Regions from separate parts of the Mus musculus genome. Here all the other regions are linked to region 4. Evidence: chromatin contacts called from public HiChIP or PLAC-seq, Micro-C and promoter capture Hi-C data. All regions are on one chromosome and are shown on one strand. The core of a region is the stretch at or near the end of the contact, and the rest is flanking DNA. Distances in the headings are between cores, read along the strand shown.

Region 1 (6,698 bases), core at 2,217-4,716, 310 kb before region 4:
AATAACCATACACATGTTTGATCATGTGCATTTTTAAAACTCATCATGCATGTTTGAGGTGTTTGTCATGTCTTTCCTGTGTGCCGTGGTCCCCCTACAAAGTAGGGAGTTTCCAGGAACAAGCCTAGGCTCTACCTAATTAGCCAGCATTCTCCATTGTATTCAAATGTGGGGCCCCCTTCTGGTTACACGTGGAGGTTACAGTTTATCTGCCCCATGCTTAGACTAGGGCATTTTGGGGAGCATATCCCCGCTCACCTGGCAAGGCTGAGCCATAAACTCTCCTCACTTCCCAGGAAGCATCTACTTGCCTCAGTGAAGAGTCTGCCCTTCCTAGGGGATGTGTGAAACCCGTGTCTTCCTTCATTAAGCACTTGCTAAATGCTGAGTCTTGCCCTCAGGGTATTACATGCTTTGGGTTTTGAGACTCCTACTGCCAGATAAGGCTCAGGTTTGGCACTAGGTGGATGAAGACACAGGCTCACAGAGACGAAGTAGACTTGCCTACATAACCCGTAATGCCTGTTGGCAACATTGATCTGTCTCATTCCCAGGTCAGATACTCTTCCCGAGCATAGCTCTCAGGCTCCTTAACCTGCCACCTGTTTGATTTGTTATCCCAAAATGTCTTTGCTGTCTGAAACGGCCATACTCTATCCTATATAGGACCTGAGTAAGGACTATAGGTGTGTTTCTGACCCCAAGGCAGAAGCCACTGTAGGTATGTGTGACTGTAGAGGGAGCAGGAGAGATAGAGAGGCCCATGCAATTGTGGAGAGGCTTTTTTAGGCCCTTCTTGGTATGAGCATTTGATGGGCTCATGCGCATCCTGGGTCCAAATGGTAGAGAAAAAGGAGCAGGCCCCAGGGAGAAGAAACTGCAGGAGTAAGGCCACAGGGCAAGGGTTTCCATTGAACAGGTTGCTGTCCAGCCCTCAGGCTTGAGTAGGGTGGGGATCTTGCTGCCCTGGCATGATAAACGTTCCTGATAGGCTCCCTCTTCCCTTGGGTAGTATGGCTGAGCCCAGGACCTTCTTAGCACATAGTAGGTTCTCCATAAAGCTCTGTCAGCCTCTCTGGATACTGAGCTGATGTCCTGTAGGCTTACACATGGAGATGGCTCCTACCAGGTCCCCTGCAAGGATGGGTTCCTTTCTGCTGACTGCAATGTTACATGCCCCTGCCATGCCACCATCACTCAGGACAGACACCTTGGCCAGGTGGGTGGTATTAGCCGTTTCCTGCTGAACCTATCTGCCTGCTGTGGGCATCTTATTCTCTGGTAGGCCACAATTTCCCCTCCCGAGACCTTAACCTGCAGCTGGAGCCAGCTGCCAAGAGGCTGAGGATACTGTGAGCCTCCAAAGTTGGAATGTGTAAACTCTTACTACCCATTTACTCTTAATTACCTCCCCTCCTTATTTGTCTTCCTTTAACAGCCTGTCAACCAAAATCTCCCGCCTTTCCCTCGGCGCTAGCGGCCTCAATTAGGTGCACATCTGCGGAGGCTGGGATGGAGACGCTCAACCTCCAACGCTCACTGCCGAACTGACTGGCCCCAGGTGCTTGATGGCCTGGGTGCTCTCCAAGGATAGCACTGGCATCTTTGTATCAAAGGTCAGCCAGCCTGTCTCTGACATGTGTCAGGACATTGCAGTCTGCCTTGGGAAAGTACCCACCCACCCAGAAGGAGCTGCGGACATCTCAGGCCAGTCCTGCCTGCACATGAGGGATGCAGATGTTAGAGACAGGTGTCAGCAGGACAGGAGAGGACTGCTCAGCCCAAACTTACTGACTCTCCAGTGCAGGACACTCTCTTTATCTGTCCTGGTGATGAACTGTTCTGTCCAGATCTGGGGACAAGGAGCGGTGGGTATTCGACATAGTCACACATCTGGCTCAGTGACACCCCTGCTTGCCTCCCTGTAGAGCTGGCCTGATGTGGCCTCCCATTGTTCTCTAGGCCCTTCCAGACCACCAAGTCCCAGAAACTATTTGGAGTGTAGAACTGAGGGCCCTTTTTGATATCGCTGATAGACCCTTATAGTGTTCAGTATAATATACTGAATCTGGCCCGGGAAACTTCACTCAGATCTAGAGAAGAGGAAGATGTGCTCTTGTCAAGCCTTTATTTTTAGGAGTGGGGAAAGATGGGAAGCCCACAGCAGAGTTGAAAGTCAGGAAAGGTTGTCTGAGTCTATATCACTTCTGTACCCCTTGGCCCAGAGGCTACTGTTCTCTCCTCTCTCTGGAAAGTCGGTTGTGAGTAGATGTTGGGTGACCTACCCAGGCATGGGATGAGAGTCCTTGGACATCTCTGAACTGAGCCACCAACCAGTTAATAAGCCCTTAGTGTCTTGTTTGGCAGAGTCTGTGGGCAGCCAAAGGGGGTCCTGTGGCAGGGTGGCAGGGAGCATTCTCACCACTGTGGGTCAGCGTTGGGGGCTGGCAAAGTGGGGCTCAAGGGCCAACCTGAGCAGGTCCTTGGAATGCTCTTCGAAACTGTGAGTGCTTCTGCTACCAGACATTCAACCCCTTTCTCACTGCATCCTGGAAATGGCACTGCAGCCTTACAGGGGTATTCCTATGAAAAGGGAAGGCTCTGAGAAGGTGGCCCACACGCTGAATGTTACACACAGCTCATTGTTGTAACTACAGCAGGAAGATGCCAGGTCCCACCAGGACAAAAGTGAGTGGTTTATGCTAGACTGAGCTTCCTGCCTCTAGACGAGTCTGACCCGAAGCTGTGCAAGTCCAGGGAGCGGAGGCTTGGGCTCCGTGGCCCGTGTTGTCTGGACAGTAAAGTGGAGCAAAGCAAGAGCTGAGGTATCCCGCTTCCTTCAGTCCCCACATCTGTGCCGCTGGACTCTCTTCCAAGGAACTAGGAGAACCAAGATCCGTTTTTCTGCCAAGGGCTGCCCCCCCCACGCCCCCAACCCCCTCACCCCGATCCCCACAGAAAGAAATCTTGAGGTAGCTGGAGCTTCTTCTGTGGGTGTGACAGGACTGCCATTCTCCTCTGTAGTCTGCAGAAGCCTGCCATTCCACCATTTAAACCTGTGACTCCAGGCCTTAAGCCTGTTGAAGGTCGAGTCCCAGAAGGGTCATATGTGCAACTGCCTAGGGAGAGTTCCCACTCGCAGGGCCAAGAGGAGTCCCCCGGTCTGAGGTGTGGGGGCGGGGACGTGCACTGGGCGCTGGGACCACGGCTGGGGCTCAGGACTCGCGAGCTTGGATTCGGATCGGTTTGCGCGAGCCAGTAGGGCAGGCTCCGGGGTGAACGGGGACGAGGGGCGCGCGGGCACAGGCGGGCGCGTGACCGCGGCGGGGGCGCGCGGAGGCGGGCCGGCCAAGGAGAGGGAGGGAGGGAATGAGGGAGGGAGCGACAGGGGAGGGCGGCGCCGGCAGGTTGGCGGCGGCCGCTATTTGAGCGCAGGTCCCGGGCCAGGCGCTCAAAGCGCTTGGAGCCAGCGCGGCGGGGAGATCGCTGCGCGCAGCCCGCAGAGGCGCTGCGGCCAGTGCAGCCCCGGAGGCCCCGCGCGGAGAAGGAGGTGGAGAAGAGGCCGGCTTTCCGCCCGCCGCCCGCGCCCCCCCACCTCCATCCCGCCGCCGCCGTCCCCCCTCCCTCCCCGCGGCGCCGCATCTTGAATGGAAACATGGCGGTGCCGGCTCGGACCTGCGGCGCTTCTTGGCCCGGCCCGGTGCGGACCGCTCGCCCCTGGCCCGGTCGCGGCCCCCGGCCCTGCCCTGACCCCCGGGGCCCAGCGTCCGGGCCCGCACGCCCGCTCTTGCTCTTGCTGCCGCCTCTGTTGCTTTTACCGCTGCTCACCGCCCCCGGCGCCTCTGCCTACAGCTTCCCCCAGCAGCACACGTAAGTGGCCTCAGCCGGCCGCGGGACCCCGCAGAGCCCCGCGCTCCCTTGCGCCCCTCAGCCCGCGTCTGCCCCTCCACTCTCCACTCCGGGTGTCGGGGCGGGGGCTCTGGTTCCCATGGCATGCTGCAAGTGAGGGTGTCGGCTACAAACCCCCGTGGGCTGGCAGCCAGGGTCCCGGAGCTTCTGGCTGCGTCGCGAAACTTCCTTGCGGTGCCCTGCTTCCCATAGACCGCCCCCACCCCACCCCCTGCAACGGGACAGAGCAAAACATCTTCAAGCTTAGGGATGGGGTGGGGGTCGAGTCTGCCAGTTTATACTCCTGCCACTGTCCGGTGATAGAGGAGCCTGAGGTTGGTCGAGAGAATGGCCAACGACCCCTGCCCGGTAGACTTGGAGCCAGGCATCTGCCCAGTGTTTTATCCCTGGTGGGAACCTGGCGCTTTAGAGTCAGACGTGGGGTTACATCCACACCTGTCTTCTTGGGCCTTTTCCTTGGGGGGGGGGAGCGATACTGGATGCAGAGGGTGCCAGCGCCTTCTTGCTTCGGTCAATGTCACCTGTTCTTGATCGCCCACCTGAGGGGACGTCCCTGGATAGCTCAATAAGGAGGTAAAGGTGCTGGGGTTGGGTCAGAAGGTGAATGACAGGGAGGACCCCTGCCTGCTCCTGATGCTGACACTGTCGCTCCTGCTACCAACTGGGTAATAGCATTTCCAGGTTCTGCCAGCTCTTGCTAGTGGTTATTATGGTCAGTCTGAGCCTCTTCACCTTCCCCAAGATCTGGTAGAGTCGGGCAGATGTGTCTGGATAAGGAGTGGGTATTCTGCATGTGGCCTTTAGGACAACATCTGTTTCTTGACACCGTGCCTTAGCCATATGTCAGTGTCCAGACACCCTTTGGGGCATGGCAACCACCGTGCTTCTGTTTCCTGTCCTCAGCTTTAAGGAGCCACCTGTCCCCAGACTCCTTCACGAATGTCCTGGCCTAGGTTTGGGCATGAGAGGGAAGGGTCTGGCCCCAGAAAAGAGCCTGACTAGTCTGCGTCACAAGAGCAGTTCTGCCCTTGGGTAGGAGACCCCGGCTCTGCCACAGAGCCTGTCTACTTCAGCTGGTAGGTTCTCTCAGATGAGGAGAAAACAAACTCAGATGAAGCAGGGCTCGGACTCAGTCTCCCTGTCCTCTCCCTTATCATCACTCTCCTCACACAGCCCGGCCGTGTCCAGGAGGGTGATCAGTTGGCAAATTACAGGTGCCGCACGGACGTGTCCTCTGTCAGCTGTCTGGATTTTTCATGAGTGGATGGGGGGTGGTGCGGGGAAGTTCAAGGGTTGGTGGGTCGTGGTATTGTCTTTCATTTGCTGCGATGAGACTGGATCGAAACTATAATGTTTAGAAAGAGCAAAAGCATGTTTTTTATTGTTCTTTTTTTTTTTCTCAAAGCCAAGCCATTTTTTTTCTTTCCTAGCCATTTCCCAGTCCCTCCAGTGAAGGTTTAAGTAGTTATCTCTTTCTCTCCTCTTTCCTGCGCGTACACTGTCTCCCTTAGGACAATGTCAGACCCCGTTCACAGGGTACACCTGTCCCTCTGCTCTTAGCCAGAAGATGTTAGGTGGGTGTGACTACAGCCGCACATTTCCAGCTGGACACTCTTCCCTTGTTGATGTACTTGGAGTTAATTTGAGGGTTTGGGACATGCCTTGCAAACCATAATTAGGGGGATGAGAGAGGGGCTGAGGCTCTTGGGTCTAGCTGACAAATGTGTGACATCCAGGAGGATTTGCCATGACAGGCAGCGCCCTTCAGCTGCCCTGGTCCCATGAATGCAGATCTCTATTGATCCTTGGAGGGAGGAAGGGGACTCTTGTAGACCCCTCCCAATGACTGCGCTGGTTCTGGGTTAGGGCTTTTGTTAAACTGGCATAAAAGGCTGGGGCTGCTGCCAGGGCCACAGGGCTCTCTCTATGGGCTGCTCAGGGCTGAGTGGCACCCCTTAGCCTTTTCTTGGACCAGAGTAGCCAGGCTAGGAGGACACTGATACAGGTGGATTTTCAAGATGGAAAGTAGGACTGTCAGCCTCATGGTCCCGGGGTAGCAAGCCTTCCATGGGGAGGGCTCTCAGTGATTAAGTATACTCTCCTGAGTGTGGTGCCGTGGGAAGGGAGCTCAGCTTCTCAAACTGCTCGGTTTTAATCAAATGCGGGTTTAGGATCTGGTGGCCGTTATCCCTGTGATCGCTCTGGCAGCGTGGCTGTCTGCTATCGGGTGAAATGAACCAAGCCATTAGATTGCAAAGGGCAGAGGAGTTAGCACTGGAGGGAGGACGGGGACTTTGGTTTTAGGAAGAGGGGCCTCTCTCACCCTACCTGGATCCGCATGGGGGTTTCAGATGCATGTGTCATGCATGGGTGTGTATAGTCTCCTGTCTCGGAGGATGGAGCCCTAGCGTAGCGCACACTCCCTTTTACCTGCTTCGTTCTGTTCCCATTTACACCCACCCCAGTGGTCAGGCCAGCCAGTGCTGCTGGCTGAGAGGCAGTTCTTGCTGCTAATGGCCCTGATGTATTCTGTCTCTCTTTGTTGCCCCACACTCCAGCTATGGGGTTCCCCCCCTTCTCGTCTTACCTCCTCTTACCACTCTGTACCTAACCTGGCCTGCTTGCCTTTTTGTCCTTTCTGTTGGGTTCCTGTACCCAGTCCTGTGCTATCCCTGGGTTCTCTGTCCCCTGCTTAGTAGAGTAATGGTTAAGTGCTGATTAGAGTACCCGCCTGGCTGCACCTCTTCACCTAGCTCTTCTCTAGTGAAGTGATAGGTTTGGTGCCTCCC
Region 2 (7,144 bases), core at 3,809-6,308, 330 kb before region 4:
ATTAGCCAGAGCAAAGCAGGACTTTCTTCAGCCAGTATTACATGCCACATGAGTCTTGGGAAGAGCTCGGAGAGACTAGGAAAGACAGAATTTCTATGCTAATTTAAAATTTTTTTCTATTTGTTTGTTTGTTTGTGTATGCATTGTGCACAGCTGTGGAGAAATACAAACGGAAGGGAAGGGGGTGGGACCTCGTGGTAATAAACTAGAGGTGCTCCTGCTGCCTCCCCCAGCCTCCGGCCCTTCCAATTAAGGGGCAAGACACCTGTCACACAGGGGTCTTTAAGGGAAAAGAGGATCGATCAGAGTGGCCTCTCTAGGTTTTATGACCAGCTTTGGGAAAACAGGAAATTGGTTTATGACCCTTCCCAGAGGAGAAAGATGGAAGCAGAAGAACAGAGGCCCTAGCTGGTCACAGTGACCTCCAGGTGCCATATTCTGACAGCAGCTATAAATGCCACTGCACCCCACACCCTGAGGGTTCTATGTGTGGCTGTGCTTAGAGCCACCATGTACTTTTTTTTTCCCTTAGCCTTCCAAGGACAACAGTGGAGGGAGTGGGTTGTCAGCCTGGCCCAGCTGGTGACCTACCTCAAGGTCAAGTCCTGCCTCCGTGTTTCCAACAAGTCCTTACAAGTCATTGTAAGTCGTTATAAGTCCCCAAGGTTCTTTTTTGGGGTGGGGGGGCTTGAGACAGGGTTTCTCTGTGTAGCCCTGGCTGTCCTAGAACTCACTCTGTAGACCAGGCTGGCCTCGAACTCAGAAATCCACCTGCCTCTGCCTCCCAAGTACTGGGATTAAAGGCATGCGCCACCACTGCCCGGCAAGTCCCCAAGTCTTAACTTTCCTTATCTGAGGTATGTCTCTGCCACAGAGCAGGTGAGGACCCTGGCAGCTACCTGGAGGGGAGTGTCTGTAGAAGGCAGGAGGCAAGACCAAGGAGTGTCAGGACTGGAGGATGACAATGAGTTCCTGTCTCCAAAAGAGTGGCCTCAGGTACACCCCTGACCTCTCAGAAACAACCAGAGCTCACCAAAGAGGGACCTTCCCACCTCTGTGAGGAGCATGGCGCTAACTCCTGATCTCTAAGGAGAGGACAGTGGGGGATGGGAGAGCAGGGAAGGACTGTTGGAAAGATTATGGGAAGAGCCAAGGGCAACAATGAGGGTCCAATGACCAGGAGTTGCTCAGGAAAGGGTCACTTTCCTCTGAGTTCACCATCTCCAGGAAATGTTCTCTCTGCACTTCCCTTCTCTGCTGTCTTGGATCAGAGTCCAGGTACCACCTAAGTCAGGGCAACAGAAAAGAGTCAATGATGTTCAAGTGCAAAGCCTCTTAGCTCTGTATACCCTGGCAGGTTCAGAGATGCTAAAGAGGGGGAACTCTGAGAATCTGCTCTGAGGACCCCCCCAAAACAGCCAACATATTTCCCCCACCCACAGACAGACTGGTGGACAGAAACAGAGAACCTCCTGTCTCTGCCCAGCCCCTGACTCCCCACCTCCAACCTCATCCTTATTCCCATGTCTCCTGTGTCGAGGGATCCCTCAAACAGAGTGGCTGAAAGGGTCTGTTGAAACCTGATTATAGGGGCCTCTAATGCTAGGCCTAGGACTCTGATGGCTAATAATAGCTGCCAGCTACAGCTGGGAACATATCAGCAGGTATGGATGTGGGTGGGACCTCGTGGGAGACTCTGTGTGTGTGTGTGTGTGTGTGTGTGTGTGTGTGTGTGTGTGTGTGTGTACATGTGCATGCAAGGCTAACTATGTGGGATGTGTCTGCACAAGTGCTGTACTATGGAAACACAAGGAGGTGTGAGGTTGTGTGTATTCGTGTGTGATTGTACACACACTCCCATCCCCTCTGAGAAACCCTTCTGCAAGGACTCACCAAGCTACTAAGGCACCCCAGCTGCCCTTCTGCCCATGGCCTTACCCACCTCTGCTGGCAGGCTGTGTGGGTAATGTGCACACACAGGGTAATGACACAGCAGATTGAGTCAATTTAGTTTCTTGGAGGAGAGCAGCTGTATGCATCGTGTGGCCAGAGGAGACTGGTGTGTGAGGAACTGAGACAGAAACAGGGAAGCCCGTGTGTGTGTGGAGGGGGTGGGGGTCGTGGTGCTTGGCCAGGATGCTACACTGCAGAAGCACTCCTGAGAGGAAAGACTTTGTGACCAGGAGACCAAGGTGGGACTGTGTGTGGACAGACTGGGAAGGATGCAGCCAGCAGGAGGAGGGCCTCAGTCTCCTCAGCTTGTTGAGGCCTCTCCTATTGTATGAGACAGGATGAGTGCAGTACCCAGCTTTTTCCTAGAATAGCTTGAAGTTTGGTTCTTTTAGCAGGTGTGAGTCTGTCCTGTTGGCTCTGTGGAGGAGGGGGAGTCCTGGGAAGTCTTTTTTTTTTTTAAAGATATATTTATTTTATTTATATGAGTACATGGTAGCTGTCTTCAGGCACACACCAGAAGAGGACATCAGATTCCATTACAGATGGTTGTGAGCCACCATGTGGTTGCTGGGAATTGAACTCAGGACCTCTAGAAGAGCAATTGGTGCTCTTAACCACTAAGCCATCTCACTAGCCCCAGGGAAGTCTTCTTTTAATTGATCCTGTCCTATGACATATATGAGAAGATTTGCTGACCTCACCACTGGAAAGCCATAACTCACTGTAAGACCATACTCTGATGATCAGACTCAGAGCTGCACATGCTGCATGTGATCAGAAGACTTGAGCAGTCATACATAGGCTGCCCTTGTCTGGGCTGTGTTCCACTGGAGAAAAAGATCTTACACACACACACACACACACACACACACACACACACACACAAGTCTTCTATGGCAGAGGGAAGGTAAGGAGGCAGGCCAGGTAAAGGGCTCACAGAATACTTCACCACTACAGATGGTGGTCTCTGAGCTACAGTTTGAGTAAGGGAATTAACTAGAGGAGAGTTTGGAGAGAGAAGCCACTCAGGTACTGAGGACAGCAGGACCACAGTACAAGGCTGAAGAGAACACCCTGTCGAGATGAACCTCGCCTGTGCTTAGAGGCCAAGGCTGGGACACATGGTTGGAGATGGAGTAGTTAGTGTAGCAGGGTGGAGAGAGCCTGTTGGATTGGTCCTAGGAACAACAGGGTGCCAGGAACATTTTGTAGGCCTCCCTGGGGACAGACCCTGAACTGCAGGTTCCTATGTGTTCAGGCACAGCCAGGTTAAGTACCCCTCGGGGAGACAGACCAGGGTGCCCCTGAGAAAACAACGTGTATGCATCAGGACCCAGGGATGGGTGTGAGGCCACAGGCTAGGGTGGCCATGGAGTTTACACTGTAGTATTAGCAGAGAGGCTAACAGAAAGTAATAGGGCATGCCTGTGATCTCGGCACTAGAAAAGCTGAGACAGGGGGTTCACGAGTTTGAGATAGCTTGAGCTACACAGCAAAAGCCTGTGTTGAGCAAACAAAAACAAAGCCTTAAACAAACAAATAAACAAAGTAGTTAAAAGACCATGTAGGACCTATACCAGGCAGTTCTGTAACCGCAGTTCCAGGGCAATCAGAAATCTGTATTTTACGGACTCACAAATAAAGATAAATCTTTAAAGAAAATAAAAAGAAGAAATCAGAGAAGTGAAGGCCGAGTAGGTTGTGATAATCTGGATACAGATTCCAGTTACTTGTTTCAATCAATTCCACTTTTGGCTGAAATAACTCGGGTCAGAATCTTACCTTGAGTCTCATGGACTGCACTGTAGGCTTGCTTAGGTGGAGCGGAGGGGATCGGAAAAGCGAGTGCACGAGAACTGACAGAAATGTAAGGTTGTCCAGGAAAGAAGCTGCAGAGGAGGGGACTGGGATGCCCTAGACCACGGGATGTGGAGTAAAGGGATTCGGGTTGAATGGAGCAAAGGTGGATAAAGTGGGCGTGGTCAGGGACAGCTGGTGAAGCTAACCTCAGGTAACAGAAAGCGATACAAGAATTGGTTCATAAATGGCCCTGAGTGGTGCCAAACGCTGCACAGAGAAGAACTGTGAAGTCTGGAGGGCAAAGCTTGTCCAGTGTGTGATCTTCCAAGTGTGGTCTTTGGGACTTGAGCCATTTCTGGGGCGCAGAAAGGACAAAGCCAAGCCAGGCAGAAACCCAGGTCGGCAGGAGGCGCTGTGGCGCTCAGTCAGCATCTCAGGTATGTAGACTGAGGGCGATCACCCATCCCCCACCACCCAGTGAAGGAAGGGCGTCTCTCAACAAATGTTTGTTGAGCTCCTCCCTGCCCTGCATGCAGGATAAGGAAAGGAGATGTGCGGAACAGGTAGGAGGAGACAGGAAATTAGGGGAGGGTCAAATGAGCAGCTCAAGGTGAGATGGGGTTCATCCCAGACAGGCAGCAAGGATCCCTATATAAGGCAGCAAGGGCTGGAGAGGCAAAGACCAAAGGGTAAGAACGGGGCTAGAACGGGACCCAGTCAGCCTGCAGCTGAGGGTCCAGAAGACTTGATGGCATCCGCATAGGCCCCCAACTGTTTCAGATTCTCAACTAGGGTTCTTCTTCTCCCGTCTATGAAATGTGGGTACCCTATGGCTACCAGGAAGAGGTGCAGGAAACAAGAGCCCCACCCTAGGCCAACCCCTCCCCACCCTACCAGTGGCTAAAAATAAAAGCAACAATAATTTCCTTAAATGAAACCTCCACTTAAACACTTAAAAAGCAATAAAAACTCAATTTTCTTTCTCTCAATTATTTTACTTATTCCATTTTCCAAAAGGTTCACCCTGTTATGAAGATGTATTTTTCCCCATCAGCGGCAGCGTTCTCCGCCATTACTCAAACTGCCTCAGCCTCCCTCTGCCAGGAGGGTCCCCTGGTCTCCGCGGCAACCAAGTGTGTGTGACTGCGTGACTGTGGCCCTGCCACCACTGCTGTTGCTGATGGGGACACTGAGGGGGCATATATCTGCCCCACTTTGGCCCTTGCTCAGTTTCCCAACCTATCTTCTCCAGCCACTCACACCATCACCAGGACTACAAGCCCCTCCCACCAGCTGCTGCCCTCTGACCTAGCCACTCAGGTTTGTCTGAGTTGCGGGGAGGAGACAAAAACCCTCCCACCCTCAGACAAGCACGCAGCTTGTTTCAGAGAAGTAGGCTTGGTACTTCAATCACACAAGCCTGACACTGTAAAAATTGGGTTTCCTGGTATCATTAGTGCTTTGTGATTGGTTCCATTTGTATGGCGCTTGCCTGGTTGCTCATCTCTGCTAATTGTTTTTACTTGTTCTTTCCATTTTTAAACTGCTGTCGTGTTGGCTTTTAATTTTTAATTATTGCTACCCCTCTTTTTTCCCTGTTGGTCCAGACCTCTCCCGGGTAAGGCTCTCGGTGCCTGTAGCTATAGCCAGCTCCCTTTCGATGGCCAGGGCCTAGGACCACCAGTATCTGTCCTTACTGGTCACGACACATCTGCATACTGGTACAGTGATAGAGCTTGAGCCCAGTCTATCCTCCAAACATACACTGGGCACCCAGCATTCAGTCCTAGAAATGATCTGGGGCTCCTAAGAGACAGTGAGGGGATCCACTGGATACAGGGTGCAGTGAGAGCTGCTTTTGTTCTCTTGAGGGACACAGCTATATCCCATCCACCTGCCATCTTAACCCTGCTTTCTTGGGGCCTTAGGCCTCTGAGACTTAGCGATAATACGACTGTAACCGTGCCCTCTGTCTCCAACCCAGTAGCTGTTCTCAGCTTTCCTCTGGATGATCTATATCTGGTCTCCTATTCTGATTTTTTTCTCTTAGTTTGCCCAAACGCTTTGTGCCTCTGCTCCAACCTAATCATAAATGTTCTAGAGTGCCCGGGCAAATTCAATCCTTTCCCCTAGCGGTGGCCTTACTGGACAGTAGATGCTGAGTTCTCACATGCCATTGGGCTTCTGCACATTCATAAAACAGGGACTATCCACTAGCCCCCAAAAGAGATGGGATGCGCTCAGAACTCATTGCTAAGAAAGGCAGGGTAGACTGAACCCACGATTGTGGCAGTCTTTCTGGGGCTGTTCAGAGGATGCTGGAGAGTGTGGGGGCTCCTGGGGCTTGGGATGGGCAGTCCCAGTGTTGGTCCAAAATGTCAGCATTTACCCAGACCCTAAAGTCATTTTCCCAATGGGGACTCTGAGGTCCAAAGGATGAGAGTGACTTCTGATTTAATAGGGATTCGTCTATGAGGCCTCCTTACTGTTGGGGAGATGAAGCAGGACGTACCAGTGGCCAGCATAGGAAAGAGGATTGGCTGTAATCATTGGTAGCTGAGGTTAGACTCACCTTGTTTGGTCTGTGCTGCTACAGAAAGACAAGAAGGGGCAGAACGGAAAGGTGTTTTATTAGTGTTTCCTTGGTTGGTTTTATTTGTTTGCTTTAAGACAGAATCTCATACTGTAGCCCAGGCTGGCCTCAAGCCTGAAGCAATCCTCCTGCCTCAGCTTCCTGAGCTTTGGAGGAGTGAGTCTAGTTACTCAGCTTAGAAAGGCTCTTTTACTGAGCACGGGCAAGGCCACGTTTAATCCCTAAAACCATCTTGTTTCAGAGGACTCAGGCTCAACTAGGGGCAATGACCAACCCTGACTTCACTCCTGGCAATCCCAGACTCCCCTGGTATGTGCCAGAACTCTTCCTCCCCAACTAAGGACTAAGTATGTGTTCCAGTCAGAGGGTCATCTCCACCTCAACCCTTTGTGAGAAGAAAGCTGTAAAAGAGCCGATAATCCCAGCACTCGGGAAGCAGAGGCAGTCGGATTTCTGAGTTCGAGGTCAGCCTGGTCTACAAAGTGAATTCCAGGACAGTCAGGGCTATAAAGAGAAACCCTGTCTCGAAAAAAACAAAACAAAAACAAAACAAAACAAAACAAAACAAAAAACCCCAAAACAAACAAACAAACAAAAGAAAAAGAAGAAAAAAAAAAGAAAAGAAAAGAAAGCAAGCAAGCTGTAAGAGGCCTGTGGAGCAGAGACATCGCCTGTCATGCTAGCCCTCCTCCATGACAAGCCCCCCAAGGTGGGAGATGGGGCTCCCATTTTGGAGCAGGTAGTTTGACAGTTTGCTGACAGCATCAAAGAGGGAAGAGATGCGCGTCTGGCCCCAAC
Region 3 (7,359 bases), core at 65-2,564, 420 kb after region 4:
TGTGTGTGTGCACATGCACAGTACTTGTGGAGAGCAGAAGAGGGCATCGAATCTCCAGGAGCTGGAGTTACAGGCAGCTATGCCACCCGATCCCAGTACTGAGAACTGAACCCTGGTCCTCTGGAAGAGCAGCAAGTGCTCTTAACCACAAAGCCATCACTCCAGTCCCCTCCAACTTGGTTGTGTGTGTGTGTGGTTTTTTTTTTTTTTTTTTTTTTTTTTTTTTTTTTTTTTTTTTGGCAAGTTTGCTCTGACTACTTGAGGGTCTGTGTGTGCCTGTGTGGGCATGTATCACAGCTTTTGCAAGAACCAGTTTTCTTCTACCCTGTAGGTCCTGGGAGTTGAACTCGGTCCATCAGGTTTGGCAGCAAGTAACTTTACCCACTGAGCCATCTCATCCCCCCTTTTCTTGGCCGTCTTTACTCCACTGTCTCTGTCCTGTTTCACTTGGCTTTACATATAACAATATACGATTTAGGGCTGGTGAGATGGCTCAGTGGGTAAGAGCACCCGACTGCTCTTCCGAAGGTCGGAAGTTCAAATCCCAGCAACCACATGGTGGCTCACAACCACCCGTAATGAGATCCGATGCCCTCTTCTGGTGCGTCTGAAGACAGCTACAGTGTACTTTACATATAATAAATAAATAAATAAATAAATCTTTAAAAAAAAACAATATATGATTTAGTGGTGAGCTGCATTGTTCTGCTCTGGATCCTTCCCATTCCTGTTTGGTTGATGCCTAGGCTCTTCAGTGCCAGCACTCCATGCCTGATGGCCTCAGCCACAAAACAGCCCATGCAACAGCACTCTTGTCTCTCCCGTGTCTCTGCTCTCCATCCTACAGATACAGTTAAGGTCGGCCCTGTCTCCAGAAAACAGGCAGCCTGGGGCCGCGTTCTAACACCAGGGCTGGCTGCCTAAGAGCTCCTAGAAGCTTGGAGGACTTTCCCCTGTTGACTGAATGGTTTTGCTGTTGCTGTTATTTTTTAATCAGGGGGGCTTCTATAAGGCAAATGGCCTAAGGACTAGGCACATGGTGGCTAAGATCCCTTTCCTGCCCCAGCCTGCCTGGAGGTCCACTTCCACTTTATTTAGGGTTAGAGGGAAGCACTGTAGTCATCTCCTCCTGGAGGAGGCCTCATCCCATGCCTTTAGGACACCTGTGCCTCATTTGAATCTGGCCCAAACAGCAGTGTGGCCTGGATGGGGCAGAGGAAAGGGGACAGGCTGCTGGCTAGGGCTGAGGACTCTGTGCTGCTCATAGCTCCACCCCCAGGCCATCTGGTGTCCTGGCCTTTGCTGGAAGCAGTGGGATGCAGACATTAAAGGGAGAGGCTTAGACCATTACATTGGCTCCCTTCCTTCTTTGCACAACCCACCTTCGGTAAGCATCCAAGCCCAGGGCTTGTCATGAGGTTAAGGATGGGGGCAGTAAGTTAGACCTGCCTGCCTGCCTCTGCCTCTGCCTCTGCCTCTGCCTCTCTGCCTCTGCCTCTCTGCCTCTGCCTCTCTGCCTCTGCCTCTGCCTCTGCCTCTGCCTCTGCCTCTGCCTCTGCCTCTGCCTCTGCCTCTCTGCCTCTCTGCCTCTCTGCCTCTCTGCCTCTCTGCCTCTCTGCCTCTCTGCCTCTCTGCCTCTCTGCCTCTCTGCCTCTCTGCCTCTCTGCCTCTCTGCCTCTCTGCCTCTCTGCCTCTCTGCCTCTCTGCCTCTCTGCCTCTCTGCCTCTCTGCCTCTCTGCCTCTCTGCCTCTCTGCCTCTCTGCCTCTCTGCCTCTCTGCCTCTCTCTCTGCCTCTCTGCCTCTCTCTCTGCCTCTCCTGCCTCTCTGCCTCTCTGCCTCTCTGCCTCTCTCTCTGCCTCTCTGCCTCTCTGCCTCTCTCTCTGCCTCTCTGCCTCTCTCTCTGCCTCTCTGCCTCTCTCTCTGCCTCTCTGCCTCTCTCTCTGCCTCTCTGCCTCTCTCTCTGCCTCTCTGCCTCTCTCTCTGCCTCTCTGCCTCTCTCTCTGCCTCTCTGCCTCTCTCTCTGCCTCTCTGCCTCTCTCTCTGCCTCTCTGCCTCTCTGCCTCTCTCCCTCTCTGCCTCTCTCCCTCTCTGCCTCTCTCCCTCTCTGCCTCTCTCCCTCTCTGCCTCCCTCTCTGCCTCTCTGCCTCTCTGCCTCTCTGCCTCTCTGCCTCTCTGCCTCTCTGCCTCTCTGCCTCTCTGCCTCTCTGCCTCTCTGCCTCTCTGCCTCTCTGCCTCTCTGCCTCTCTGCCTCTCTGCCTCTCTGCCTCTCTCTCTGCCTCTCTGCCTCTCTCTCTGCCTCTCTCTCTGCCTCTCTCTCTGCCTCTCTCTCTGCCTCTCTCTCTGCCTCTCTCTCTGCCTCTCTGCCTCTCTGCCTCTCTGCCTCTCTGCCTCTCTGCCTCTCTGCCTCTCTGCCTCTCTGCCTCTCTGCCTCTCTGCCTCTCTGCCTCTCTGCCTCTCTGCCTCTGCCTCTGCCTCTGCCTCAGCAACGGCTAAGCCTGGAGTAGATAAGGTCCTGACCATACTCTTTCCTCTAGTGTTTTATTTACATTTTCAAACAGTTTTCTTTGTTTACTCTGTGTGTGTGTGTGTCTGTGTGTATGTGTGTCTGTCTATGTGTCTGTGTGTGTGTGTGTGTGTGTGTGTGTGTGTATGCATGTGTCTGTGTGTATGTGTATATGTGTGTGTCTGTCTATGTGTGTCTGTATGTGTCTGTGTGTGTCTTTATGTGTGTCTGTGTGTCTGTCTGTGTCTGTGTGTTTGTCTGTCTCTCTGTGTGTATGTGTGTGTGTATGTATGTGTGTCTGTATGTGTATCTGTCTGTGTGTCTGTCTGTGTGTCTGTCTGTATGTCTGTGTCTGTATTTGTGTCTGTCTGTGTGTGTTTGTGTGTGTCTGTGTGTGTTTATGTGTGTTTATGTGTGTCTATGTGTGTGTCTGTCTCTGTGGTGTCTTTGTGTGTGTGTTGTCATGGCTTGTGTTTGGAGATCAAAGAACAATTTCTGCCCTTCCTCCATGCAGCTCCTGGGGGCTGAACTCAAGTTGTCAGGCTTGGCATCAAGTGGCTTTACCTGCTGAGCCATCTCATCAGCCTGGTAATTTTCTCAAGTGGAGTTTGAAGTGAATCTATCTCTGGGCCAGCCAGGGTAAAACAGAGAAACCCTGTCTGGGTTTGGGCTAGCAGCCCTCACACCCCTGGTAGGAGAAGAACAGAGGAGGAGGAAGAGGAGGAGAAGGAGGAGAAGAAGGAGGAGGAGGAGAAGAAGGAAAAGGAGAAGGAGAAGGAGAAGGAGAAGGAGAAGGAGAAGGAGAAGGAGAAGAAGGAGAAGAAGAAGAAGAAGAAGAAGAAGAAGAAGAAGAAGAAGAAGAGAAAGAAAGAGAGAAGAGAAGACAAGGAGAAGCACTTCCCCATTTCCCATCCCCGGCTCTGAATGTTAGCGTCTCTGGCCTCTGGTTGCCAATGTGATATCAGAGCAAGGGTTTCTTATGTGTGGTAAAAACAGAACTGATGCCAAAATGAAACCCTCTACATGGTCTTTTGGCAGAGTTCCTAACAGGTGAAATCTTTGTAATTTAAAAAAAATTTTTTTCAAGACAGGGTTTCTCTGTGTAGCCCTGGCTGTCCTGGAACTCACTATGTAGACCAGGCTGGTCTCGAACTCAGAAATCTGCCTGCCTCTGCCTCCCGAGTGCTGGGATTAAAGGCTTCGCCACCACGCCCCGCTGAAGGTTTTTTTTTTTTTTAATTTTTTTTTTATTTTTTTTCATTTATTTATTTACTATATGTAAGTACACTGTAGCTGTCTTCAGATACCCCAGAAGAGGGCATCAGATCTCATTATGGATGGTTGTGAGCCACCATGTGGTTGCTGGGATTTGAACTCAGGACCTTTGGAAGAGCAGTCAGTACTCTTACTCACTAAGCCATCTCACCAGCCCTGAAGGTTTATTTTTATTTCACATTTTTTCCTTGTAAGCACTTCAGTGCACCATGTATACGCAATACCCATGAAGGCCAGAAGAGGGCATCAGATTTCCTAGGAACTGGAATTATAGATGGTTGTGAGCTGCCTTGTGGGTACTTGGAACAACCCAGGCCCTCTGCTCTTGTGTCAAGCAGAAGTACTCTTAACTGTTAAGCCATCTCTCCAACCCTCAGGTGAAATTCTTTACCTGCCCTGAACTGAAAAAAAAAAAATCCAAAAAGACTTGACCTTTTTCCAGAGGAGTGACTAGCCTAGACTGAGTTAGAGGTATGCAAACGAGTGGTTTTCCAGGAAAGATGAAACAGATGGGCGAGCAAAGCCTGCAGAGTTGTCTCCTCTTCACATCAAGGTATGACCCAGGAGGTGGCTCTGCTTTCAGCATGTGACAGAGGACAATGACACCAATGTGACCATTGTGCTTTGCCGCTCCTCAGGAAACTGTGCCAAGGTTAAGCTTTCCTTGACAGGAATACCCCTGAAATCCAGCTCCAAGAAAGCAAAGATCTCATCTGGAGGCCCCAGCAGAATAGACCGTCGCTGGGCATGGGCCTGTGGAACAGAGTAAGACAGCATTTTTCCAGTGGGGAGTTGCGGACTGGCAGCTCCACCCATGCTCTGTAGAAGCAAGCCTGGGAGAGGCTGCCAACTTTCATCACTGTCTTAGAGCCCTGGATGCCCCAAGGATGCCAAAAGCTTGTGCTAAAGGACCACTTGACTCATCCAGCCCAGCATTGGTTTGAAGTATTTGGCCAAGAGGTTTGTTCTCCACCAAATACTGACAATTTGCAGTAAGTTTGAGGCCCTCTTTCCTTCTGGCCCTGAGCCCCAGCTTCCGCCCAGCACAACGAGGCAGATGGACTGAGAGTCTCCAGGTCCTCCTACTCTGCTGTTTTTCTAGGCACAGTTAAAGGCTGGCTCCCTTCCCATCTCTCTAAAGGTTCTGGGCTTGGAGGAAGTGGCTAAGGCTGTGGCATAAGGGGTGCTGGGATACGCACCACGTGCGGTTCTTTCTTCTCACCCACCCCACCTAGGGCTGCAGCACAAGAGAGCATCTCATGGAGTTGGGAACCCAGGGGGTTCACGATGAGGGGCCATCCCACAGAAACATGGGCCATCCACCAAGTCTTCCTGCTCCCGGGAGGCCAGGAGCTTGTGGCTTCTCAGGCGGTAGGATCAAACAGGTGAGCTTCCCCTCTTTTGATCACACTTTTCCCAATATGGAACAGCTAACACTTACTTAACTGATCGGCGCGGGGCTGGGTCTGTTTCTAATCACAGATGCAGTAATCACGAGCGTGCACGCCTCCTCAGGAAGCCCCCACATTCCAGGAGCAGCTCCAAACGCACTGAGTCATCGCCTCCTGCCTCGGCATCTCGCACGTACCTCTCGCAAACCACACGTCCCACACCCACAGCACCTCATGCTGGCATATATAGACCCTGACCTGCTAACAGTCATTCTCACTTATCCCCCTCCCACACGGTCCAAACAACTCCAGCTGCCGAGAATCCCAGTGCTGCCTGCAGAGGCTACCCGGTGTCCTGTCCAATTCAGAGTCTTTGTGGGGAGAAGATGAGACTTCTATGGGTCACCCTGTAGGAATACAAGGATGCCAGAAAACCCATTCATTGTATTTCAAAAGTATGGCTTTCCCTTAGCTAACACATGGGAGCCCCCAAAAGCTCTGTTAGGCAACCCCTCCAACACAGAGAAATCCTGAACAAAGCTACGATGGCGATGTGAATCCATAGTTCTTTGGGGGCAAAAGGAGGCTAAACTCATGAATATCGTCCTGTAGCATAGCTTGCTGGGAGAATAGGACGTGGATACCTTGTGAATGCCTGGTCTCTACCACAAAATTGGAGGACAGACTAGTCCACCACCTTAGACGCCCAGACAACTGGAACTGAACCCAGAGAGGAGCTGTCCAGACCCCTGCTAGAAGGCGTTCCCAGGTCCTCCTAGAAATCTGGTCCTCTTATGAGAGTCTCTCTGCAGGACTGTCAAGGAGAGAGGCAGGCCCATAGCTAGGGAAGCTTGCCTTCTCCTCCCATCCTCCCACCCCTCAGCCCCAAGCCCAGAGGAGTGTATGGTCATCTCTACTGGAGGAGCCACTGGAAGATCGTGTCCTTTTCTTTTGCCCTCTCCAAGGCGTAATTAAACCAGTTTCTTTTGAATTTCTATTCTGAGATTCTAAGTTTGTGGATTGGTTGGTTTGTTTTATTTGGTTTGGTTTGGTTTTTTGAGACAGGGTTTCTCTGTGTAGCCCTGGCTGTCCTGGAACTCACTCTATAGACCAGGCTGGCCTTGAACTCCTGATTCTCCTGCCTCTGCCTCTTGATTGCTAGGGTTAAAGCCATGTGCCACACCACCAGGTTAAAAGTATTTATTTGTATGAGTATGGTTGTTTTCCTGCATGGATGTCTCTGTGCATCCTGGGTGGAGAGGGCATTGGAGCCCCTGGGACTGGAATACAGATGATTGTGAGCCACTCTGTGGGTGCTAGGAACTGGACCCCAGTCCTCTGGAAGAACAGATGGTGTTCTTAACTGTGGAGTCCTTGCTCCAGCCCCTTCTAAGTTTTTAGGGTACAGGAATCTCTCAGGAGACCTGGGGTCAGACCTTGTCCTCTGATTCCACATCCTGGAACCACCACCAATACTCTCCCCACCCCATCAGGATTCATGGGCACTGGTGGGGAAGGGAGATAGCCCTGATTGAGGTTGGTAGAAGGAAGGGAAGGAAGCAGAGGAGAGATGCTGAGACAGTGGTCAGACACAGGTGGCACTGAGGTCCTTACCTGGGTGAGGTGAGGGTTGGGGTTGAACCCACATTGGTTGCAGACCTTGTTGTGACACTGGGTGCAGGTGTTGAAGTTTGGCTGGCTGGGGGTTGATGTGAGGTCCGAGGTCTTGCATATTGGACACAGGGTGCTGCTGGGAAGAGGGGCAATCTGGGGGACAGAGTAGGGTGACGTGGGAGTGCTGCCTCTGTCCGGTGACACCGAGGGGGACCGTCCTGATCTCTGTGTCCTGCTGTCTACCTGCAGCGTCCTGCGGGGACTTTCGGCCTCCTGGCCTGATGGGCCTTGGGCCCTTGTCTCTCGGGGGCTCTCTCGGCCAGGAGCAGTAGCAGATGCTTGCTTTGGGGTTGGAGAAGTTGTTCTCTGGCTGCCCAGGGGCTCTTTGGGGTCCAGTCTCCGGGGAACACTGAAATGACATTTAAAACGGTTGTTAGAGACACATCTTATAGAATTAGCTTACATAGGTCCCTTCCAACCAAAGTGACCCCAGGTCCCATCACTGTCCTTTCTCTTGCACAGTGATAGCGTCACAGTTGCTATTTACTGTACCCTGTGCTCCAGCCCTGACAAGCT
Region 4 (7,359 bases), core at 3,277-5,776:
AATGACAGTCGGACTCTAGGTGTGGCTGGAAGCTGGTCCTGGATAGGGGTAGCAGGCCAGGCCCCGGTCAGCAGGGAAGCCCAGAGGATGAAGGCAGTGACAAGCATCGTGGGAGGGGCCTGGGGCCCAGGAAGCAGGCTCCAGTTCTGTGGACACCTGGGAAGAGAGCAAAGTTGGAATGTGTGAGCCATTTCCGTATGCAGCCTTTGATTTTGAGACAGGGTCTCCTCACTGTATAACCTTCTGGTCTTGAACTTACAATGATCCTTCGGTCTTTGCCTCCTAAGGGCTGAGACTGAGGGAGTGCAGCACCCTGCCTACCTTCCCTTGTGCCTCAGTTTCCCTTCCTGAACAGACTGTTGCAGTCTCCATGCTCATAGCCCTCGGCTCAGGACAAAGCTCATTCATTCATTCTTCTGCCTCCTTTTGTCAGGGGAAGTGTCACAAAGAAGCCTGAAGTCCACAGGGAGCAGCAGAATTGAGGGGAGTAGCTAGAGAGCCAAGTTTTACCCCCTACTGTCCCTCCCCTCAATTCCCTGCTGGAACAGACAACAGGAACCCTCTGTGGCTCACAGCAAGTTTCCACATTTTGCCCACAACCTCCAGAGTGGCTGCTCTCTCCCATGTCCAGATCTGCTTGAGCAAATGCTCTCCTCCCAGAGAAGGAAAGTCTGTACCTAATATTGGAGTAGAGGGTAACTATGGGAAGATGGGGAGCAAGAAAGAGACATACAGATGGCCCAAAGCAGGAGGGATGCCATCGGTCAAAAAGGAACAGACAGGTAATAACAGGACTCACATTAACTAAAAAAGCAGGAAGCAGGAAGCACTCAGGTTAGACAGGTAGAAGGACTTCCTCCATGAAAAAGTACCAGCTCAGGGGTCAGAAAGGATGCTAGAATGTCCAGAGGATCTGTGATAGGGTGTATGCCAGATGTACTGCTCCCTTCAAAGTCACCCATATCCCTGGCAAGTCCACATTTTAATACTGTGTTTTTCAAATATTGTCTCCCCAGGCAGGCTGGCTGTTGGGTAAACGTAGCCCAGCACCAGTTGTTGTAACATATTGCTCCCTCCTGATACAAGTCTGCGCCAACTCCCACCCCCCACCCAGAAAGCACTGGGGGTGAGGGCATTAATGATAACAGCCTCATGGCCCCAGATCTGCCCTGTCTATCCCATTTTCCCATGGGAAGCAATATGACAGACCTATTTCCAGGACATCAGGGTATGTGTACATTAGGATGCGACTCGTTACTCCCCCAGCAGGGATTTCGGGGCTGAGACAAGGCCTAGGCTCTACCTGGGCCTCCTAGACTCCAGTGCCCTCCTCAGACTCAGCCCCCAGCCCTGGAGCCCTGCCTCTCCGGCCAAGGAAAACCACTTGGTGGTTCCTCAGACAGGAAGTGCAGCTTCAGCCGACTCCTCCAGCGGTGCTCTCAGAGTGCCTGGCACACCTCTCATTTCTCCAAGATCCCCCCATCCCAGATGCTCTCTCCCGGGGAGGCTGGCTGACTGGGGGAGGGGAGGAGCAGGCCCGGCCCCTCCCCCATCGGCTGGGGGCACAAAGCTAGTGCCGACGGAATTCAAGACAGGCTCCGGCACGGAGGCAGGAGGGGGAGAGGGCTAAGCAGTTTCCATCCACCCTAAGGGTGCACCAGGAGGCCCCCGTGAACAGTCCTGTATCTACATCCACACATCCACACCTGCATGCCCACGCACGCCTTCACAAGCATGAGTTTGCTCAAGAACTTGACCTACTAGTGGGGTGCGGCTCAAGGAAGCTAGAAGGTCTGAGTCCCTGAGAGCTTTGATCAGGGGGCTCATGTCAACAATCCACCCCCATGACCTCATTTTTCTTCCATACCCATTTTTCACAGTGACATGGTCAGGGTCACCAAAGCCAGTGTCGGACTCACTCAAGGTGTCCAAGAAAGTAGGGGACCTTTCCCCATGAGGCTCCTACAGGGAGCATCACAATTCTCTGGCCCTTGAAGGAGTAAATGGGGGTGGGGCGAAGTCTGTTAGGGCCTCAAGACCAAATCCAGGGCCCCTCTTTGGGAATCTAGGGTTGGAGGACAGAGGAAAAAGAAGGATGAAGAGGAAAGGAGGGACAGAGAGGGGAGGGGGCGGCTACAGTCCCTTCCCTTCAGCTAGCCCCTGAATACCTCCCATTCAACCCCAGTCCCCTTAAAGCCCCCAAGTCAGAACAAGCTCCAGTAGGTGGACAGGAGAAGAACAGTCACCGCCACCTGGGAGCCCACCAGGAGAAAAACCCGAAAAGGAGGAGAAGAAAGCTGGCGGGAGGGAACAAGGGAGGGAGGCAGCAGGCGGGAGGAGGAGAGAGGGAGGAGAGAGGGAGGGACGGAGGAGAGGCGCCTGAACAAAGAAACGAGGAGCTGGGGCTGGCAAGGGGTGCAGGAAAGGGGCGGACGGAGGAAGGGGTCCAGAGGCACCTGGGGGCGGGACAGGGGGCCAGGTGGTCAGATTGTCCAGCCTGATCCAGACCTCCCAAGCTCATAGTGCGTGTGTCTATGTGCGTGTATGTGTGTGTCAGGGGGAGCCTGTCTTAGCAGAGGAAGGTTGGCTCCTCTAGCAGAGAACTGCCTCAATTGAAGGGAGGCAAGGCAAGAACAGGGCTGTGGAGGAACACGGAGGAAATTACTAACAGCACCCCACCAGCTCATCAGCTAACACCCCCCCAACACACACCCCAAGACTCCTTCCTGGAGCCTTAGCTTCCCCCTCCCCCAACACCTCATAGACCAGGAAGCAGATCTGCTGGGACCGAAACCCCCTTTTGTGGCCAGGGTTTCCCAGTCAAGGTCACCTGGGCCAGGCTCCATCCCCACCCCCAAGGTACGCAGAGTAGCGGGGGCTGAGGCTGGGCTTCTGGCCTCTCCAACCCCCCACCTTCCTACTTCCGGGCCTGGCTCCTTTGGAACTACGGGGGAACAGTGGGGGTAGATCTGACTGCATTCTTGCTTGGCCCAGACAAGATAGTCCACTGCGTCCAGGCACACCCCCTGAGCAGCTGGAGAAGCAGCCCCGGCTCCATCCCACCCCCGGGCCCAGTTTTCCCCTATCTGTAACTAGGGTAGCGGGTACTGGAGAAAGAGTGAATTCGGGGAAACAGGACTCCTTCTACCTGGCCCAGCTCCACGGTGGACACAGGGAGGCTTCAGTCTGTCCTCTCCCCAGATGTTAATGGTCTGGTGGCAAAATGCACCTATTTCAAGAATGAGGAGTTATAGGTCCGGCTGGGACCCCAGCCTTAGTTCCAAAGGACTCTTCATCTTGACACTTTCCTTACCTCACCTGCTCTAGACAACCCGCCACCCCCCATGGTCCCTTGCCCACTTCACCACTAGGGTCCGTGGTTCAAACTGGGGCTTGACCCCAGGCTCTTCCAACTTAACAACACCTCACTTACACCGAGACCCCTGAACCGGAGAAGGACCGAGAGGCAGCTGGGGGCCAGGAGATCGGCAAATGGCTGAAAGAAAAGCCCATTTGGAAACAGATCCCCTTGTCTTGCGGTTCCGGGCGACCCTCCACGTGGGGGCTTCCAATTTAGACCTTCCCCTGGGGCTGACCTGGTCTTCAGATTAGAGACACTGTGGCAGTGCAAACGCGCCGTTTGGGAAAGAGTGCAGGCGTCAGCAGAGGACTAAAACAGAAGGATCCGAACTCCCACTCAACGAGGGTAAGGGTACCCACCCAAAACCTTGCGGGGGTGGAAAAAGTTAATTCACACACCAGTGATCCCGCAGGCCACATCACCTAGTCACACACACATCTTTACAGCGCCCGGGAACCGGGGAGGTTCAGGACGCCGGGACAGGTATGAAGCACATCCTAGTTCTGTCGCCTGGTACCCGCAGACAGTGTGCCACGGTTCGCCAGACCTCGCGCACTTCTAAGGAGTTGCAGTGCCGCGGATCCTAGTGGGGTCGGGAGGTCGTGTTCTCTCCGTACTCACCTCGTCCACGGCGGCGGGGCCTGGGCGCCCGGGCAGCGGTGGCCGCCGCAGCAGCGGAGAGGTTCGCGTCCGGCCGGTCCGCTTTAGCTGCCCCCCCCCCGGGCCACGGCCCTGTCCGCGCCCTCTTGTCTCTTAGCCTGAGCCGGGATCCGCACCGCGGACTCGGCTTCACTGGGTCCCCTGGCTTCGTGCACGTCAGCAGCCGAGGCCCCGGGCCCTAGCCCGGGCCATGGAAAGGCTCAGGGGCGCTCGGGGCCGCCTCCCCCGGGGCGGGCTGCGGGCGCCCCCTGGCCTGCGCGCCGAGGGCGCATTCCCCGGTGCGGGGCGCGGGCGGTGGCGCGCGCTAGGCTACAGAGCGCTGCGCTGGGCTCGGCCGGGTGGCGCTGCGCTTGCCTGGCTGTCTGACTAGGGCCCGGAGACCGAGCGGGGCTGCGCGGGTCCTCGAAGCGTACCCTGGCTCTACGCTGCGCTCGGGGCTCCCTGGACCGCTGCGGTTTGTTCCCTAGCTGCTCAGGTCTCGAGGCCGCTGGCGGGACGGGACGCTCGGAGCCGCGCGCGGAGCGCAGGCAATTGGCCGCCCGTGGGCGACATTTGCATAGCACGGCCCCGCCCCGCCGGGCCCGCCCGGCCCCACCTCCGGGGCGGGACCCTCCCGGCCACCGCCCCGCCCCCGCTCCACCTGTCCGCGGGCAGGGCTCAGGGTTCCCAGGCGGTGGGCAACCCGCGCCAGGGGAGACTGCTCTGCACCCTGCACCCCCGCCCTGGCATCGCGGGCGGCGCCCCCGCCCCGCCCTGGCTTTGTCTCTCCGTGGATACACGGCGCACATCGCGCCTGGTGTTTACCCGGGCATTCAACTCCCTGGTGAGAAGGGCTGGAGCGCAGGGGAGCAACCAGCTAGCACTCACCTGCGCGCCCCCTTCCGCGTTCCTCCTTCCTACTTGCTGCCAGCCACGGCCCAGCGGCGAAGGACCTGGGATGGCCCAGGCCTCTCAGCAGGTGGCGGTGCAGCCCTTGGGACGGTTGGCACTTCTGGACCTTCCGACAGATGGCTACCTCCAGAGTAGGTCAAGTGGGTGCAGCCCAGCCACTAGCTCTGTCCAGCTAGCCAAATGCTCCAAGTGATCACCTCAAACACCAGTAAGTCTCATTTCAAGCCAGCGGTCCTCACAGACTTTCCCTTTACAGTGCCATATTCCAGAGAACCCAGATGACAGGAGGACGACTCAAGGCATACCCCCCACCCCTCTGCTATGAAAAGGGCACTTGCTTTCAAATCTCAACAATTGAGCAAGAGCCTCCCCTGACCCCAGGAAGGGTCCCTCTGAGCAGCCCATCCCCCAAGGTCATGGCCTCATCAGCCAGAACCACTTCTCAGCCCTTCCCCATACACTCTTGCTGTGGTCCCAGGAGGCTTTGGCCCTCTTTGTCCTCTGCTTCCTCCCTGTCCTCCATCTCCTATTCCCTCCTCTTCTCTCCCTTCTCTTCTGTCTTCCTCCTTTCTTTCTCTCTGCCTTCTGCTCTCTCCCCACTCAGTCCTCCATTTGTCTTCTTCCTCCCCTTCCTACCCCTCTTTCCTCCTGTCTTCCTTTTCCATTTCTCTTTTCTTCTTCCTCCATCCTCTCCTTTTCCTGGCTACAACTCCCAGAAGAGCCACTCTTCCTCTGACCCACTGGCTGGCTGACTGTGTGCATTAGGTGGGTATCAGAGGGCTGCTGGGATACTACTGAGGGTCACCTGACTCACAAGTGGGGTACTTCCTATGCTTCCAAGAGGGCCTGGCTGTTTAAGGTGAGGAAATGTCTACCTGCTGTAGTGAGGGACAGCACCGATCTGATCTTCTCCCTAATGTCATACTTCACTCAAAACATTAACAAAGCCGGGCGGTGGTGGCGCACACCTTTAATCCCAGCACTTGGGAGGCAGAGGCAGGTGGATTTCTGAGTTCGAGGCCAGCCTGGTCTACAAAGTGAGTTCCAGGACAGTCAGGGCGACACAGAGAAACCCTGTCTCTCTCGAAAGAGGCTAGGTGAGCTGGCATATGCCTTTAGCTTTTAATCTAAGCCCTTCTCTGAGTTCCAGGCCAGTTTGGTCTACATGGCAAATTCTAAACCAGCCAGGGCTATACAGTAAAATCCAGTTTGCTCAGACAAACAAAACATGCATGCATGCTGACAGAGCTAAGGGTATTGCTCCGTGATAAAGCATAGGCTTGGCATGTGCATCACATGTATTCGGTGTGTAGTGCCAGAACCAAGTCAATCACTGCTAATCGCCTCCCTCATCCTCACCAGGAACATCTTTGTGGTTACCATCGCCATCACAGCACCAACACCAACACCAACACGGTGGGCCGCTTAGACCTACCCTGACTCCTCACTGTGATTACATGGCTATCCCAGGGACTAGGAAGATAGTGGCTCAGCGGTTAAGAAAGAGTGCTGCTTCTCTTCCAGAGGTCCTGAGTTCGATTCCCAGCAACTACAACCATCTATAATCACATCTGATGCCCTCTTCTGTCATGCAGGCATACATGCAGGCAGAGCACTTAAACACTGAAATACATAAATGGTTACTGCCACTGCTATGGCTTCTAGGACCTCCATTCTTCCACAGCCCCCACCTGTCTCCTTGAAACTCTTCTGTCACCAGTAGCAGTAGCAGCAGCAAAGTCCCAAAGGCAGAATTGTAAGGGTGTGGCAGAGCTCCAAGTTCAGGGCTGGAAAGGACTGCTCTCAACTGATCTGTTTGTGTGAGGAACAGCTCAGACACAGAACAGTTTATCACACAAAGGCCTCAGGTGATGGGATGATGGGAAAGGGGCGAGGAACAAGTATTGAACCTGACTGTGTGTAGAGTGGAAGGTCACTCTAAGGTTCTCTCTAAGTGGATGGAGAGGGATGAATAAAAAACATTTTTTAAAAAGATTTGTTTAGGGCTGGCGAGATGGCTCAGTGGGTAAGAGCACTGACTGCTCTTACGAAGGTCCCGAGTTCAAATCCCAGCAACCACATGGTGGCTCACAACCACCCGTAATGAGATCTGACACCCTCTTCTGGTGTGCCTGAAGACAGCTACAGTGTACTTACATATAATAAATAAATCTTGAAAAAAAAGATTTAAAAAAAAAGATTTGTTTATTTTATGTCAATGAGTATACCATTGCCCTTTTCAGACACACCAGAAGAGGCCATCAGACCCCATTACAGATGGTTGTGAGCCACCATGTAGTTGCTGGGAATTGAACTCAGGACTCTGGAAGAGCAGCCGGTGCTCTTAACCACTGAACCATCTCTCCAGCCCATAAAAAAAAAATTTTTTTTTAATTATAAGCATGGTGGCATACATCTACAATCCGAGCAGTTCGGAGGTAGAGGCA

What was found. Promoter capture Hi-C pulls out the DNA fragments that hold promoters and counts their contacts. A called contact is a pair of places that touch in the nucleus more often than the background predicts. HiChIP or PLAC-seq counts read pairs in DNA pulled down with a chosen protein or histone mark.
Region 1: a contact with region 4 is called in an H3K4me3 HiChIP or PLAC-seq map of embryonic stem cells, with 32 read pairs. The contact joins the promoter of Cacna2d2 here to the promoter of Sema3f in region 4. A contact is called at or near these places in 1 of 39 promoter capture datasets (embryonic stem cells), 4 of 484 Hi-C or Micro-C datasets (all in embryonic stem cells), 1 of 115 datasets of contacts at active chromatin or transcription factors (embryonic stem cells) and 1 of 9 other capture datasets (embryonic stem cells).
Region 2: a contact with region 4 is called in a Micro-C map of embryonic stem cells, with 3 times the contacts expected there. The contact joins the enhancer-like site here to the promoter of Sema3f in region 4. A contact is called at or near these places in 1 of 39 promoter capture datasets (embryonic stem cells), 3 of 484 Hi-C or Micro-C datasets (the G1E-ER4 cell line and embryonic stem cells), 1 of 115 datasets of contacts at active chromatin or transcription factors (embryonic stem cells) and 1 of 9 other capture datasets (embryonic stem cells).
Region 3: a contact with region 4 is called in a promoter capture Hi-C map of stem cell-derived epiblast-like cells, with 2.7 times the contacts expected there. The contact joins the promoter of 4930447F24Rik here to the promoter of Sema3f in region 4. A contact is called at or near these places in 4 of 39 promoter capture datasets (embryonic stem cells, liver, pre-B cells and 1 more) and 1 of 115 datasets of contacts at active chromatin or transcription factors (pancreatic cancer cells).

Annotation. Positions count from the first base shown.
Region 1 is chr9:107,396,414-107,403,111 of GRCm38.p6, forward strand. It overlaps Cacna2d2 (calcium channel, voltage-dependent, alpha 2/delta subunit 2), which reads left to right and starts at 3,467. Exons shown (of 38, transcript NM_001174049.1): 1 at 3,467-3,870. The coding sequence starts at 3,656.
Region 2 is chr9:107,370,618-107,377,761 of GRCm38.p6, forward strand. No RefSeq gene overlaps it. Among named protein-coding and RNA genes, the nearest start is that of 4930429P21Rik, 20 kb to the left of the region's middle. Within about 2 kb of position 5,059, at least 15 of the 459 cell types and tissues checked have an H3K27ac peak or open chromatin away from gene starts, as enhancers often do. A contact at or near this core is called in embryonic stem cells, where this site is marked.
Region 3 is chr9:108,132,404-108,139,762 of GRCm38.p6, forward strand. It overlaps 4930447F24Rik (RIKEN cDNA 4930447F24 gene), which reads left to right and starts at 1,315. Exons shown (of 3, transcript NR_126078.1): 1 at 1,315-1,387; 2 at 5,014-5,163; 3 at 5,261-6,164. It overlaps Bsn (bassoon), which reads right to left. Exons shown (of 12, transcript NM_007567.2): 2 at 6,784-7,192.
Region 4 is chr9:107,705,436-107,712,794 of GRCm38.p6, forward strand. Sema3f (sema domain, immunoglobulin domain (Ig), short basic domain, secreted, (semaphorin) 3F) reads right to left here and starts at 4,527. Exons shown (of 18, transcript NM_001379496.1): 1 at 3,983-4,527; 2 at 1-156. The coding sequence starts at 107.